Regions from separate parts of the Zea mays genome. Here region 1 is linked to region 2. Evidence: chromatin contacts called from public Hi-C data. All regions are on one chromosome and are shown on one strand. The core of a region is the stretch at or near the end of the contact, and the rest is flanking DNA. Distances in the headings are between cores, read along the strand shown. Region 1 holds the start of LOC100280698 (lipoprotein). Region 2 holds the start of LOC542146 (DEAD box RNA helicase 1).

The links. Hi-C and Micro-C count contacts between places; a contact is called where the count stands out from the background.
Region 1: a contact with region 2 is called in a Hi-C map of tassel, with 2.8 times the contacts expected there. The contact joins the promoter of LOC100280698 here to the promoter of LOC542146 in region 2. A contact is called at or near these places in 5 of 25 Hi-C or Micro-C datasets (bundle sheath, ear, endosperm and 2 more).

Annotation. Positions count from the first base shown.
Region 1 is chr3:168,701,743-168,708,620 of Zm-B73-REFERENCE-NAM-5.0, forward strand. It overlaps LOC100280698 (lipoprotein), which reads left to right and starts at 5,429. Exons shown (of 1, transcript NM_001153617.2): 1 at 5,429-6,878. The coding sequence starts at 5,511.
Region 2 is chr3:168,480,025-168,487,128 of Zm-B73-REFERENCE-NAM-5.0, forward strand. It overlaps LOC542146 (DEAD box RNA helicase 1), which reads right to left and starts at 5,589. Exons shown (of 10, transcript NM_001111771.2): 1 at 5,342-5,589; 2 at 4,835-5,262; 3 at 4,558-4,737; 4 at 4,302-4,463; 5 at 4,064-4,218; 6 at 3,881-3,973; 7 at 3,686-3,771; 8 at 3,350-3,576; 9 at 1,891-2,124; 10 at 1,634-1,785. The coding sequence starts at 5,397. The coding sequence ends at 1,691.

The sequences.
Region 1 (6,878 bases), core at 4,179-6,678, 220 kb after region 2:
CCTGGATCTCGCTCCCGAGAGGGACCCCGTCGGGAAGGAGAGATCCTAGGTGGTGTCTAGGCTCGGGCAGGCCAACTTAGACTCCTCTAATCGACATAGAGTCGAATAGAAGCGGAGAATTTGGGGATTGAGAGGCTAAACTAGAACTAGACTAGAACTACTCCTAATTATACAGGAAATAAATGCGAGATAGAAGTTTTATTGATTCGATTGATCATTAAAAATCGGTCGTATACCTCTGTATTTATAGAGGAGGGGGCTAGACCCGTTACAAACAAACTTCCCAAGTTAATCCCGTGAATTTCGTTAACAAACACGGCAAGAAACTCGGAACCCTAATCTGTTCTGCGCGCGCGGACCTGCGGCCCACAGGCGCGGACTGTCCGGACCGCGGACCGTCCGGTCCCAGGGCCGGACCGTCCGCTGGCTCTTTTTGGTGCCCAACACGTGGGTATTGTTGTAAGCCGTCGCAACGCACGGGCAACCGACTAGTATTTATTAAAATCACACTTCATTCCACACTTTCATGTACTTGATAAAGAACACAAAGCTAGAGATAATGCTAGTTAGATGTTTTTTAGATTTGAATTAGAGTATGTGATGTAATTTTACTTTTGTTATGAACATTAGATAATAAATTGAACTTACGAACTTTGTATAGAGATGATTATACTTCTTTTTTCCTTCTAACAAAATGATTTGTAAACGAGGTAGTCATTGCATAGCTATGGTAACTTTAATACAAATATTAAGTTTGTTTTTGTTCAAATTTATTTGGCTTATCTTTTATTTGTTTTATTAAATTGGTTTTATATTTAGGGCTCTGATGTGAATTTCGGACCCTAATGTGAATTTCGGGCCAAAAATTGAATTTCGGACCCTAATGTGAATTTCTGGCCAAAAAATGAATTTTGGAGTTTTATAATTTCGGGACACCCGAAATGAGTCCGGCGCGTTTAAGCAACTACGTGCCGGGTCGTGGGCCGGCTCGAAATTCAAATAATATGGGCCTTTTCGAGCTTGGGCCGGGCCAGGCCGGACTGCCCGAATATACACCTATAGAAAGAAGCTAGTGGTCGCAACAGCTCGTATGATGAGCTGTAGATATTTCTCTATATTTGTTTTTAGTCAGATTAGGATTTAGTTGGTTATAGGGATGTTTTGGTTAGGAGTTAGGGGCTAGAAGATTAGGCAGGAGAATATTTAGAAGATTTGGTTTAGAGTTTGTTGAGAGTCCAATTAAGATATGCTTTGGAAGTTATATATATGTGTGTGACTATGTAATAAGGGAAACTCAAGCAATAGATAAATCTTTCCTCCCCTTGCCTCTAGCCATCGCTCATACCTCGCACAACTACGATCTACGCCATCCCCACGGTACGACAGCATCCGTCTCTGACAGCGGGAGGAGTTGGTTGACAGGAGCGGGGCGTGTGATGCCACAACAGTGAACAACGCTACTGTTCGCTACAGTGGACAGTAAACGGTACGGGCCAATACCAACTACTTGAGACTATCCGCAGGGGTTTTCTCTAAATTTTTTCTTCTATATCACTTTTTTATGTCACATCATCAATATTTTATCCCCTACTTTTTTGTCTTCTGCAGCGGTTTCCCCCTAAATACTTCCCCTATACCCATTACAATCACTATCAATTTTTGATCTACTAATAATTCATCGTGGGCCCACAACACAGTGCCAAACAGTGTAAGGGCACATGAACAGTGTACCGCAAGGAGTGGAGGGAGAGAGAAGCGCTTCGCTTGCTAGGGGGCTCCGTAGAGGCAACTGTTGCGCGAGTGAGGGGTCTTCTCTAGCCGGCATGCAAGGGGAGAGGGAGCTAGAGCGTCGACCCATGCAGACAGTCTGACACTCCGAGCAAACAGACGACTTCCTCGCCCATGCTGGGCCCGCCGCCCAACCACCAGTAGGCGGTGATGCGTGGAAGCGTCCTCTTGGCGCTCGACCCTGAGACTATCCGCAACGGTTCTCCCTAAATTTCTTCCTCTATATCACTTTTTTGTGTCACATCATTAACATTTCATCCCCTAAATTTTCATCCCCCAGCAGTTTCCTCTAAATTATCCCCTATACCCCACTACAACTATATAATATCATTTTCCTATATCTATTTCTAATTCATCATCATTTTTTCGCAGCTAACAAACAACCGTATGCATGGAATTCGGTCCTCAATAGTGTCTAGGGGACACGCATGGGATACGCCATATGCAACATGAGAGAGAAAGAAGCTGCTACCTAGGGGGCTACGGAGGGGGCAGCGCTGCGGTGACAAGAGGAGCATTGTCGCCTCTACAACGACTACAGTGTTAACGGAGGGGGACTCAAGCGGTATGCATTGTAGATAGCCTGAGGGAGCTACCGGTCAAAGCTTGAACTCTGTTTACGGAGTAGCAGCACGAGCAACTCACACCAGATGTAGGGCACGTTGCCTAAACTAGTATACGAACGAACCACGAAATTTACTAGTCGGTAATTGTAACACCCAAAATCTTATTTTTGAATCTAGAAAAAGTTCTCTAAAGATTTTGAATTAAAATACCTTTTAATTGTAACTTTCTTATTCTTGAAGTTACATCTCCATAAACAAATATGGTTTCTAATGAAGATTTAAGAGCATCTCCAATAGACTAGCTAAATAGCTTGTCAAGCTAAATTTTAGCTACTTAATAGCATAATAGCTCTCCAGCAGACTAGTCATTTAACTTGCTAAGCTATCTGTCTCTCTAAATTAACTCTCTCACTAGCCAAATTTGGCTAGCAACTCTCCCTAGCCAAGCTAACTTGCATGTTGGAGAGTCTGTTGGAATGAGATGTTATATATAGAGTTTAATATTTATGGAGATACAAATAAAGAGTCAAATAAAGATTCAAAAATAAAGAGTCTCTTGGAGATGCTCTAATAGAAGTATACCTATATGATTTTAGTTACTCCTTTGTTGAAAATATATGTTTATAAGTTTTCTCTAAAAGATTTGTACACTATAAATTATTTTTCCTAATTTATAGTCCGAATTTAGCCCAGTGTATGGTGTGCCAACAGATACGTTCGGTGCTCTCCGTATTTCCAAGTCCGAATCTAGCCTCTCTGCAAGACGTATCCGGTGCGCCACCAGATACGTCTAGGGTTCTCTAGTGTGTTCTGAGTTGTTTCTACGATTTTTTGCTTTGTTTGGGCTTGATTTGCCTTGTGTCTTGGACCTTGGTATGACCTAGCTAGACAAATCTTCAATAAATCTCTTTTTAAGTCCTTTGTTTGACAACTTTATCCAAGTTGATCTTCGGAATTTGCTTTGCACATATTGTCTAAGTATATGCTTTATCTTTTAGCCTCTATAATCAATCACTTAGCAAAGTTGTGCTAGTCATTATATACCAAAATTAATATTAAAATGGTCCAAGGTCCGTTTTACTTTTGGTCCGTTCGAGACGGTCAAGGTTCTGCGCCTGGTCGTGACCACGGTCTAAGGGTACCATCTTAAAAAATCTTTTTTTTTCTTCGTGAGGAAGAAGGCATGAGAGAGTAACATGTGAGGTCGTCTATCTATCTAAAGGTAAAAGAGGCAGTTTCAGAGTGGCTGTGTTGTCAAACGGTTTTCTAGTAAACCATGGGCCTGTTTGGTTCGGCTTTTTTCTGAAGAGCTTTTCTGAAAAGCTGGTTGTAGCGAAAAGTTGGCTGTGGGAAAAACTGGTGATTAGAATCTGGGTGTTTGGTTCGGCTGCTGTGGAGAGAAGCTGGTGGGTAGAATCTGGGTGTTTGGATACGCAGATTATGAGATTGTAGATTCTGATTAAAAAAAGAAAACAGATAAATACAAACAACCAACTAGTGCATTAATTCCGTTGGGGCCTGTTGTATGCATTGACAGCATTAGAAATACATGTTGGCATTCTCTTAGTGCTATGAGTTGGTATTCTGTATTAATTTTTATACCAACTGTATTTGACATCAATTCCGCTCGAATTAGTTTATTTTTTAAATATCATGTAAGTTTGTGTTTGTTTTTTTATCCGGTTAGAATCTAGGTATTTGGATACGCAGATTATGAGATTGTAGATTCTTAGTGAAAAAAGAAAATAGGCAAAGACACAATAATTAAAACCTGATTAAAATTATACATGATTTGTCTATTACAATATAACTATTGACCGGTTCAGATAACAAACCATGACACTAAGCATTAGCTTTTTTTCGGCATGGATGTAAATGGCCCGTATATCTATCTAATATAATGCTCGTAATTAACATCACGGCTAAAGTGTTGATGATTACTGATCGTCCTAGTACAGTTAGTGCGTATTTACCAGTAATATAATCGATGTGGGTTGAGATAAAGAGAGAGTCAGACGTACGTACGAAGCAGATGAGACCAGGATTCACGAGACTTCACACGGACGTGGTGCTGAGCTGCTTCTCCGCAGTCGTTGAAAACCTGCTTCTCAGAAAATCGGCGGTGGCTAGAATCACCTCAGAATCTAGACGTTTGGACACCAAAACCCGCTTATGGCGGCCAGAATCGGCTGAAAAGTCGAACCAAACACGGGCCATGATGGATCTCAGCTGGAGTCCACTTCATGGTAAATTCTAAATTCAAAAAAAAATATTAGAGAAACCGAGCATAAACATAATGTAGACGGCAGGCATCAAAGCAAGTGTATGCATGGCTCTGGCCTACACCCACGTACTACGGCGGCGGCGGCAGCAGCATCGGAGTTGAGAGTACCGTCGCACGTGACGTGAGACGTTCAATGGTCCATCCATGATATGGATGGAATCATTTGACGCTACTACTACGAGGCGGGAGGGGAGATGATAAGCATCCCTGCTACTGCTACTGCTACGCAAGCAGGCCATCAAGTTTGGCACGCGCGAATATGTTCTTCGTTAGCTTTATATATAGAAGAATAAGAAATATATACTATGATCTTATGGTCGCTATGTTTGTGCGATGCGTTGTCGATCGCTCCCTCCGACTGTATTATTAACGTGTGTGTGTGTGTGTGTATTCAGATAGATAGATGCCTTGGTCAAGAGCATCTGCAGTGCCTCAATGACCATTAGCTGTATACGTACTATGGAGCAATAATAGAGCGCCACCTGATTTCTAATTATTTGGACCATAATTAAGCACTCGACATTGATTTCTTAGGCTCAAGGGAAATCGAAATGTTCGATCCAACCATTATTCCAAGATGCCCAGATAGATTAGATAGAAAGCGAGTCAAGTAACGGATGGAGCACATATCCATCCATTTGCTTGCCGCCCCTGCTCCACCACCATCACCGTACCATATTATCCTATCCTATCGAGCAAGAGCACAGATGCCCTCAGCCTGCTCTCCCCTCGCGTTCTCGCCACGGCCTACGGCGCTATATATAAAGCAGACCAAATGACCAATCATCCATACCAACACAAAGCCAAGGCGCGGCGCAGCCAGAGTAAGCAGAGAGTTGCACTACCGTGCTTCTTCAGTTCTTCTTCCTAGTATGCACTCGCTTGTGAGGCGTGGCAATGGCTACGGCTACGGCTATGGTGGTTACGGCAGCAGCAATCCCCATATGAACTACCACCGCCAAAACACCGAGTCCGTGACCACCGTCGTCACGGAGATGAACCGAATGGCCGTCGACGACAAGCCCTGCTACGGCGGCGGCGTGCAGAAGCAGGCCTGCAAGGTGGAGGCGTTCCAGGAGCACGACGAAGCGTACAAGGGCGCCGTGGCCGTGCAGCAGAAGCACTCCTCCTTCAAGGAGGACAAGGAGGAGGTGCGCGGTGCTGCTGCCGCCGTCAGAAGCTGGCACGACGAGTTATACAAGGAGGAGGAGGAGGAGAAGCGCGTCGTCGACACGGAGTACGGTGCCCGCTACGGGGGTGTGGCCGCCGTGAAGAAGCCGGGCTACAACTACAAGCAGCACGAGGCATACGGGGAGACCGAAGGTGCAGGGTACGGCTACGGCGCCGGCGGCGTGAAGAAGCAAGCAGGCTACAGCTACGCGCAGGAGGCGTGCGGAGAGAGCTACGGCGGCGCTCACCACGGTGGTGCCGGTGCCGTCGCGCAGACGTACGCCTACGACCAGCAGCAGGCCTACAAGCACAAGAACGCGGCAGGGGCGGGGGCGGGGTACGGTGCTCCCTACGGTGGTGGCGCCGTGCAGCAGCACGACGGACACAAAGATGTGTACCGGCACGGCGCCGCCGCCGGTGGCAAAGTAAAGAAGAACGGCTACCAGTACCAAGAGGCGTACGGCGGAACTGACGCAGGAGGGTACGGTGCGCACTACGGCGGCGGTGGTGGCGCCGTGCAGCAGTACGGGTACGGCGGCGCCACTACCGATGGCAAAGTGAAGAAGGGCGGCCACCAGTACTACGGCGGAAGTGGTGCAGGAGGGTACGACTCTCACTACGGCGGCGGCGGCGGTGGCGCCGTGCAGCAGTACGGCGGCTACCATAAAGATGCGTACGGGTACGGCGGCGGCGCCACCGCCGGTGGAAAAGCGAAGAAGAGCGGCTACCAGTACGAGGAGGCGTACGCTGGAACTGGCGCGGGAGGATACGGCGCTCACTATGGTGGTGGCGCCGCCGTCGCTCAGAAGCAAGGCTACAGGCAGGGCATATACGAGAGCGAGAGCGAGAGCGAAAGCGAGAGCGAGAGCGACGAGAGCGACTGCGAGGAGGCGTTCCTGCCGCACGGCGGCCGGACGCCGCAGGGCGGCGTGCAGCACAGCTACGGCTACGGGGGCGGGGCGTACAAGCACGGGGCTGGCAACCTCGGCGGCTTGCGCCGCTACCAGTCGTACGAGAGCCGCGAGGATCTCGGCGGCGGACGCCGCTACGAGACCTACCAGAGCACCGTC
Region 2 (7,104 bases), core at 4,339-6,838:
ATGTTTTCTACATATGTCATATGATCATACTCACTGTTATATATTGAAATGATTAAGGTATGTCCTTCATGACCTTTGTCTGAAGATTATTATATCCTAAGAGAGATAATACTTCAAAGGACGAAGGTCTTTAACTATTAACATTTGTGTTGCCTTGTTCTTAATTCATAGCATTTGAGAACAAGTCCTCAACGGTTACCCGTTTACATCCCTAATTATACATGTAATTAGTTTTGTAATTAGACTATAAAGGCGTTTGAATGCACTAGAGATAATAGTTAGTTAGCTAAAAATTTGCTAGTAGAATTAGCTAGCCAAGAGCACCTCCAATAGTTATGTAAATTTATACTACCTAGATCATAGATTTAGTAAGTTCTTAAATATTATAGACAGCAAAAAAAAACCTGTCCTCCAACAGTTCCCTACAGATTACTTCCTAAAACTGATTAAATTTGTCATGTCATTGGTTTGAGTGGGACCGGCCAATCTGTGTTCGATCTGAAGTTGTCTCGTCATCACCTGGTGAGTTAAGAACTTACGATGTTTTTTTTATCGTGTGCATCATCGGCTGATCGCGCATATTTGTGTTGTTTAATCACGGCAACGCCAATCGCCGATTGATCTGTACGGATCGTCGTCTCCTGGTGAGTTGAGAAATTGTGAAGAATTTTTTATCATGTCTTGCGCTTTGTTTTTCGGCATGAAAATAGTGCGCCAACGTGTTTCGAGAGTAGCTCCCAGCTTCCCAACTTCTTAAACGTAGGGAGTAAATCTTAAACATAGGGAGTAATTCGAGCTTGATAAGAACTTTGTTATTTTACATAGTAGGTTTACACAACTATTGGAGGGGTGTTTTTTAAGCAGCTATCTAAATCCATGATTTAGGAGGTTGTTTTCATAACTATTGAAGTTGAAGTTGCTCCAACAAATAGTTAGCTAACTTTTAGCTAATTTACTAAAAGTAGCTAATAGCTCAACTATTAGCTAGACTGTTAGATGTCTTCAGCCAACTTTTAACAGCTCAGCTAACTATTAGCTCTAGTGCATTTAACATGCGCTATATTTATATTTCTAGCTAGTAAACATCTAATGTGATAGGGACTAAAATTTTGTCCGGAAACCAAACATGACCTGAAACCACCAGTGCCTTAAATATAGATCCCTCCATTAGATATAATTCACTATTTAAATTTATTAAATTTAGTATAAATTTGATCATGGTCAATATGGTTTGCATATAGAGTTTGCATATATATATTAGCTACTATTATAAAGTGTACATCATAAATTTGCTAGTTTATTTCAGAATCAGATTAAATATGGAAATGCCTAACTTCTTAACTAAATTTGTTCAGTAACACCGCACACCAATAGAGAGCAACCATAAATCCTAACAGTAACACCACAAGAAGTTCAGTACAAGTATACAGACGACTTTAAACGATCACAGGGACTCCACTAAAACAAGACAGGGTCCTTCCAAAAGAAATATCTGAATGGAATGCATATGCTGTTGCTAGATAGTTGATGTGTTGTTCTTTCATATAAGAAGCTCCAGGTACTGTAGCGAAAATCGATGGTGTTATCAATCCTGGTAGTAGGGGAAATTTCTCAGAAATTTCCCAAAGAATGCACTTAATGCCGAGTAGTATACAAATAGTCCCATACTCCCACAGTTCTTTTGCACACATCAATATGGCCTTCTTCCTCCTAAAGGAAAGGTATTTGATCCAGACATATGGCCCCGGTTACCAAACCCACCTCTGCCTCTCGACCGAAAATTGCCTGAACAAAAAACCCACAAGTTAATACAGGTGAAGCCAGATGTGATACCAGAACATGCAATACTGTTCTCAATGAATAAATGAACAGTGAAGTTCATATAACTACCTCCTCCCGTTGAGTTCGAAGACCTGGACATGGATTCTAAGGCAGGATTCACAACTTGGCCAGCTTCTCGCAGAATCTTCACTAGATTCCTTGAGAACTTTGCATTTGCGTGTGTGAAAAAAGTAAATGCAGTTCCGCTAGCACCAGCACGGCCAGTTCGACCTATCCTGTGAATATAATCTTCAAGAGTTGTTGGAAAATCATAATTTATCACACACTTTATGTCCTTCACATCTGCAAAATCAACAAATATTATCAGTACTTAATCAAAATTGATGTGTTGTCCTGAATACCATGCTGGACCACGCTGGAACATCAACATTGTCGATCCCCATAGAAGGTACATGGTCTAGACAAGCACCAAAAAGTCCACAGTGCTGCACTTTTGAATTCTAAAACACAAGTCGAAGGAGCTGAAAAACTGAACCAGGCATCAATCACTGCTGGATGTGGAATTGATGGTGATTAACCTCTCAGCCTTATCAAAAAATGTTGGAAGACTGCAACTGGCATGCCTGGGTAACCACTTATCCAATAATGTAACAGCATCAATATCCATAACCCAAACAAAATTCTGTAGGACATGCCAGTCCAACGTAGGCTGTAATGTGTAAGGTGCTGCATCAGAGGTCACTATCGTGAATCAACTGAAAAGAATGCTGATTACAACCATCCTTTTTGACCAGTTCACACTTGGCAGTGATACCGATGATGAGGAGCTTGATTGAGAAAGCAGAACGACTTTCTAAAGGTTCATGTAAAACTAGGGGAAAGCAAAGGAGATCCATGGACATGCTACTCATGAAGAATGTGCATTTGTGCAAACAAATATATTTGAAATTGATATTGTCATTTGTATACAAATGTTTTATGCCTAAAATTTTGCAATACATCTCTGAAAAGAATTATTGCTCCAATTAATTCTAAACAAATTAAACATGGATTTACAAAGAAAATGTAGAAAGGTAAGCCAAAAATACTTGCAAGAAAAGCAGACTATTGGATTGAAAAGAATTCAATTACAAGGACAAAGAATGAATGAAGAGGGCAGCAACACAATACCTAAATGTTCCAAAATGGTCAGATATGCAGGGATCAAGGAATTCAAATCAAGCTAAGAAATCAACTATAGTGTGAAATGCATATTCGGTTGCATGCTACTTTTTGAGGATTTCCATTTTATCCAAATGTAGGCTCCCTAAAAGGCTTATTCGGAAAGGGAACATTACCATGATAGCTCAAAGTTGAACTGCCTGTGTAACACTGCCAATGCTCACGCTCAAATGAGGTAAACCACGGGGGGAAATTATCTACCTTTGACATGATGGCACCTTGGTATACACCACCAATCCACAAGTTCAGTTCACTCAACCAATCGCAGCTCAACAACCCTCCGACTTATCACCCTTGAGCACTTGGAACTACTACCTAATCCTAATATTCAAATAAATCATCATACCAAGACCACGTGCTGCCACATCTGTGGCAGCCATTATGGGGCTCTTGCCGCTCTTAAACTCTGCAAGAACATAGTCCCGTTCAGCTTGAGCTTTATCACCATGTATAGATAATGCTGGCCACCCATCCATTCTAAGCTGCCGGGTGATCTTATCGCAATCCTTTTTTGTTTGGAAGAATATCAAGATACGGCTCCCATCCATTAGATCAGACAAGAGCTTACTGAGTCTGTGGGAAAGAGGTGAAAATCAACTCACACCGTGTCCATTTGTAATCGAAAGTAGCATAGTAAGTGAGCATAAAAGTTTTTAGTCAAAAGACCGTCAACCATACATACCTTGGATACTTCTCATGATCTGAAATAACTTCAACAATTTGTTGTATGGAATGATTAGCTTTAAGTTCAGGTGAGCCTATGATTACCTGCATTACAATATAAGCTAAAAGTTAAGAGAAGGGCTGTCAAAATCAATTCAATACAACATGGCAATAAAAGAACCAGAAAATAACAATAACAGAAGAGATCGTGCACCTTGTAAGGATTTTGTAGAAACTGTCTTGCTAAGGCTTCAACTTCTCTAGGCCATGTGGCACTCCAGTACAAGGTTTGCCTGTCTGGGCGGATCTAAGGATAGCAGAAGTGTTGGACAAGCATTAGAGCTAGGCAAGACAATAGATATTAGTAAGAATTCTGCATTTCTAAACGAAACTGTACCTGTGCTACTATTTTCCGAATTTGGGGCTCAAACCCCATATCTAGCATCCGGTCCGCCTCATCCAACACAAGGTATGTCACTCTACGTAGGTTTGTGTGACCAGCTTCCAGCATATCAATCAACCGGCCAGGAGTTGCAATGACAATTTCAACTCCTAAAAGTGCAAATGACAGATTGCATTGAGTTTAAAAGGCATTCATCTAAAAAGAATTAAAGTGGACAGATGTGTGCAGGTACCTCTTCTAAGGTCCCGTATTTGTGGACCCTTAGGTGCACCACCATAGACACATGTGCTTCTAGTTCTTGAATATGATCCAAATTTTGTAGATTCTTCCTGTATTTGAACAGCCAGTTCTCTCGTGGGAGCGAGAATTAATACAATTGGGCCATCGCCTTGTTCTACAGGAATTAGAATAACGAATAATATTAAAAGGGAAATGGACACAGTCAGAAAACATACAGAAAGCTCACAGCAAGTTTATAGGAAACCAACCTAGCCGAGGCTGGGCACCAACATGAACCAACCCAGGTAACAGATAAGATAATGTTTTCCCTGAGCCTGTTTGAGCGATACCAATCAGGTCCCTACCCTTCAAAGCCATAGGCCAACCTTGAGATTGAATAGGTGTTGGCTCCACAAATCCAGATTTGGCAATAGCTTGCATGCAGTAATCTGTCAAAAGAGTCATGAAACAGTAGTGTAAGAAATCACAGGTATTGCGTTATTTTCAACGGACACACGCACAGGAAACACTGGAACTAGAGTAAACCTGGGAAGTTGGCTTCCTGGAAGTATCTAACCGGCTTGGGCACATCCCGGCCCTCGATGGTGATATCCCGGAGGCGGCGGTACTGCGCCACATCCGCCTCCGACATTGCCTGGACGGAGGGACACTCCACGTAGAAGTTTTTCTCGAACGGTATCAGGCTCCGAAAGTCCGGCTTAGGGAGGGCGAGCGAGTCAAGCCCGTCCCTCCCGCGACCTCCTCCTCTGCCGCCACCTCCGTACCCTCCTCCACCGCCTCTGCCACCGCCACCACGGCCTCTGCCTCCCTGCCCGTAGCGCTGGTAGTCGCCGCCCGCGGGGGCCGCGGGCACGGGAACGGGCACAGGCAGCGGGTAGGCGGCGGCGTAAGGGTTCAGGTTCGCCGCAGCCACGGGAGCCGGCGGAGCGAACGTAGGAGCCACGGTCAAGTCGCTACATGCGGAACTCAAATCGATCGGGTCACCTTCGAATTCAAATCAGATCGGGAGAGCTAGAATTAGGGTTGCCGTACCTGCGCCTGTCGTGGTAGGATGAGGGGTCAGCGAAGCGGAGATCATACGGGTTCATGGCGCCGGTGAGGAGCTTGGCCGGCCGACAGAGCAGGGCGAGGGCGCTGACGTGCTCGAGGGGAAAGGCTAGGGAGGCCGGGAGGGGATGGATCTGCGGGCGGCGGCGGGCGGAGACGCGGTGGTTTACCTTTTGTTGGGTGTGGCTTTTGCTAGTGGCGTGCGGGAACGGACAGGGTCGGTTCGCGTGACCCACGTGCATAGGGATGCAACGGAGAATACCGTGTCGGATTTTATTTCACCGTAATTCACCACGGGACATCATCCCTATTTTCTGCGGGAATCTATACTACTCTATTAAGATAGTACCATCAGCGTCCACATCTAGGTTGCCCTCGCCTGCCCCCGCACCCTCCCACGCGCGCGCAAGGAAGCAGCCCGCCAGCCCCCGCGCAAGGAAGCAGCCCGCCAGCCCCCGCTGTGCCCCTCCCCCACGACCGCACAGGCACCGTCCCCCGCCGCCCCCGCCCCGAATCTCGCCCCTGCTGCGGATCCCGCGCCCTCCATAGTTGCCGCGATTGCTACCACGCGCCCCCTCCAGGAGGAGACTGACGCGGCGGCGCCGCGTGCCCCCACATGCCGCCCGTCAAGTTCAACATCCCCGCCCCGCTCGCCCCTACAGCGAACGCCACTGCCGCCCATCCTCGCGTCCTCCCCGTTCTCAGCGCCTCCCCCTGCCCCCGTCATCGGCGCCACAACCCCCTCGGCCTCCCCGGCCTCCCCGGCCTCGGCGTGATGCTCGGGAGTCATGACCGAGCGGCTCCAGATCCGCATCCGCAACCCCCTCGGCCTCCCCGGCCTCGGCGTCGATGCCGACAAGGACGACGAGGCGGTGGGAGATCTGGAGACGGCAGCAGCCAGCAGCAGCAGGCGGTTGCCACATCCGGAGACGAAGAAGGCGATGCCGGACTGGCTGCAGTCCGTGCAGCTCTGGAGTAACCAGCAACAGCCCTCCGCCTCCCCGCCGCAGCACCAGGATGAGTTGCTGCTGTCGTGCAGGCCGGTGGCGCTCAACGCCTGCAGGAAGCCCGGGGGCGCGTTCCAGCCGTTCGAGAAGGAGAAGAAGAAAAAGGACAAGGAGGAGAAGCAGCGCGCCGAGCTGGAGCTGGAGCTGCCGGTCGCGGCGAGCTCGGGCGTGGTCGGGGACAGCTGCGACAGGGCCGGCGCCACCGACACCGACACCGACACAGCCGAGAACAATAAGGCCAGCAACACCAAAGGCGGCAAGGACAAGAGGCTCAGCTGTCGTCGCAGGCACCCAGCCGAAAGGCGCGGCGGTGCTGGGCCCCGGAGCTCCACCACCAGTTCCTGCAGGCGCTGCAGCAGCTCGGCGGGTCCCACGGTTTGTTGCTCACCCTTATCCTACCACCACCTCATCACAGAAAACTAGAAAATAGGAATTTCTTTGTTGGTTATGCCTGGTAATAAGGATATACATATAACAATGGATTGATAACCATGCCACTCCTTTTATTTTGTAGCTGCTTCGGCGTGATGAAGCCAAGCTTAGCTTTTTTCTATATATAAGGACGGGTTTGAGAAAACATCTCTGGACAACTGAAATTGTTGAGCAGACTATGTTTGCTCGTATATTTTTCTCAGATTAATTTGGGATCAATTAATAATGTTGTATTTATGGTAAGAATTTGCTTTAAGTAACTTATGCTTTGACTGTGTTACGGTAGTTAACTAGGCTTTATTCACATAT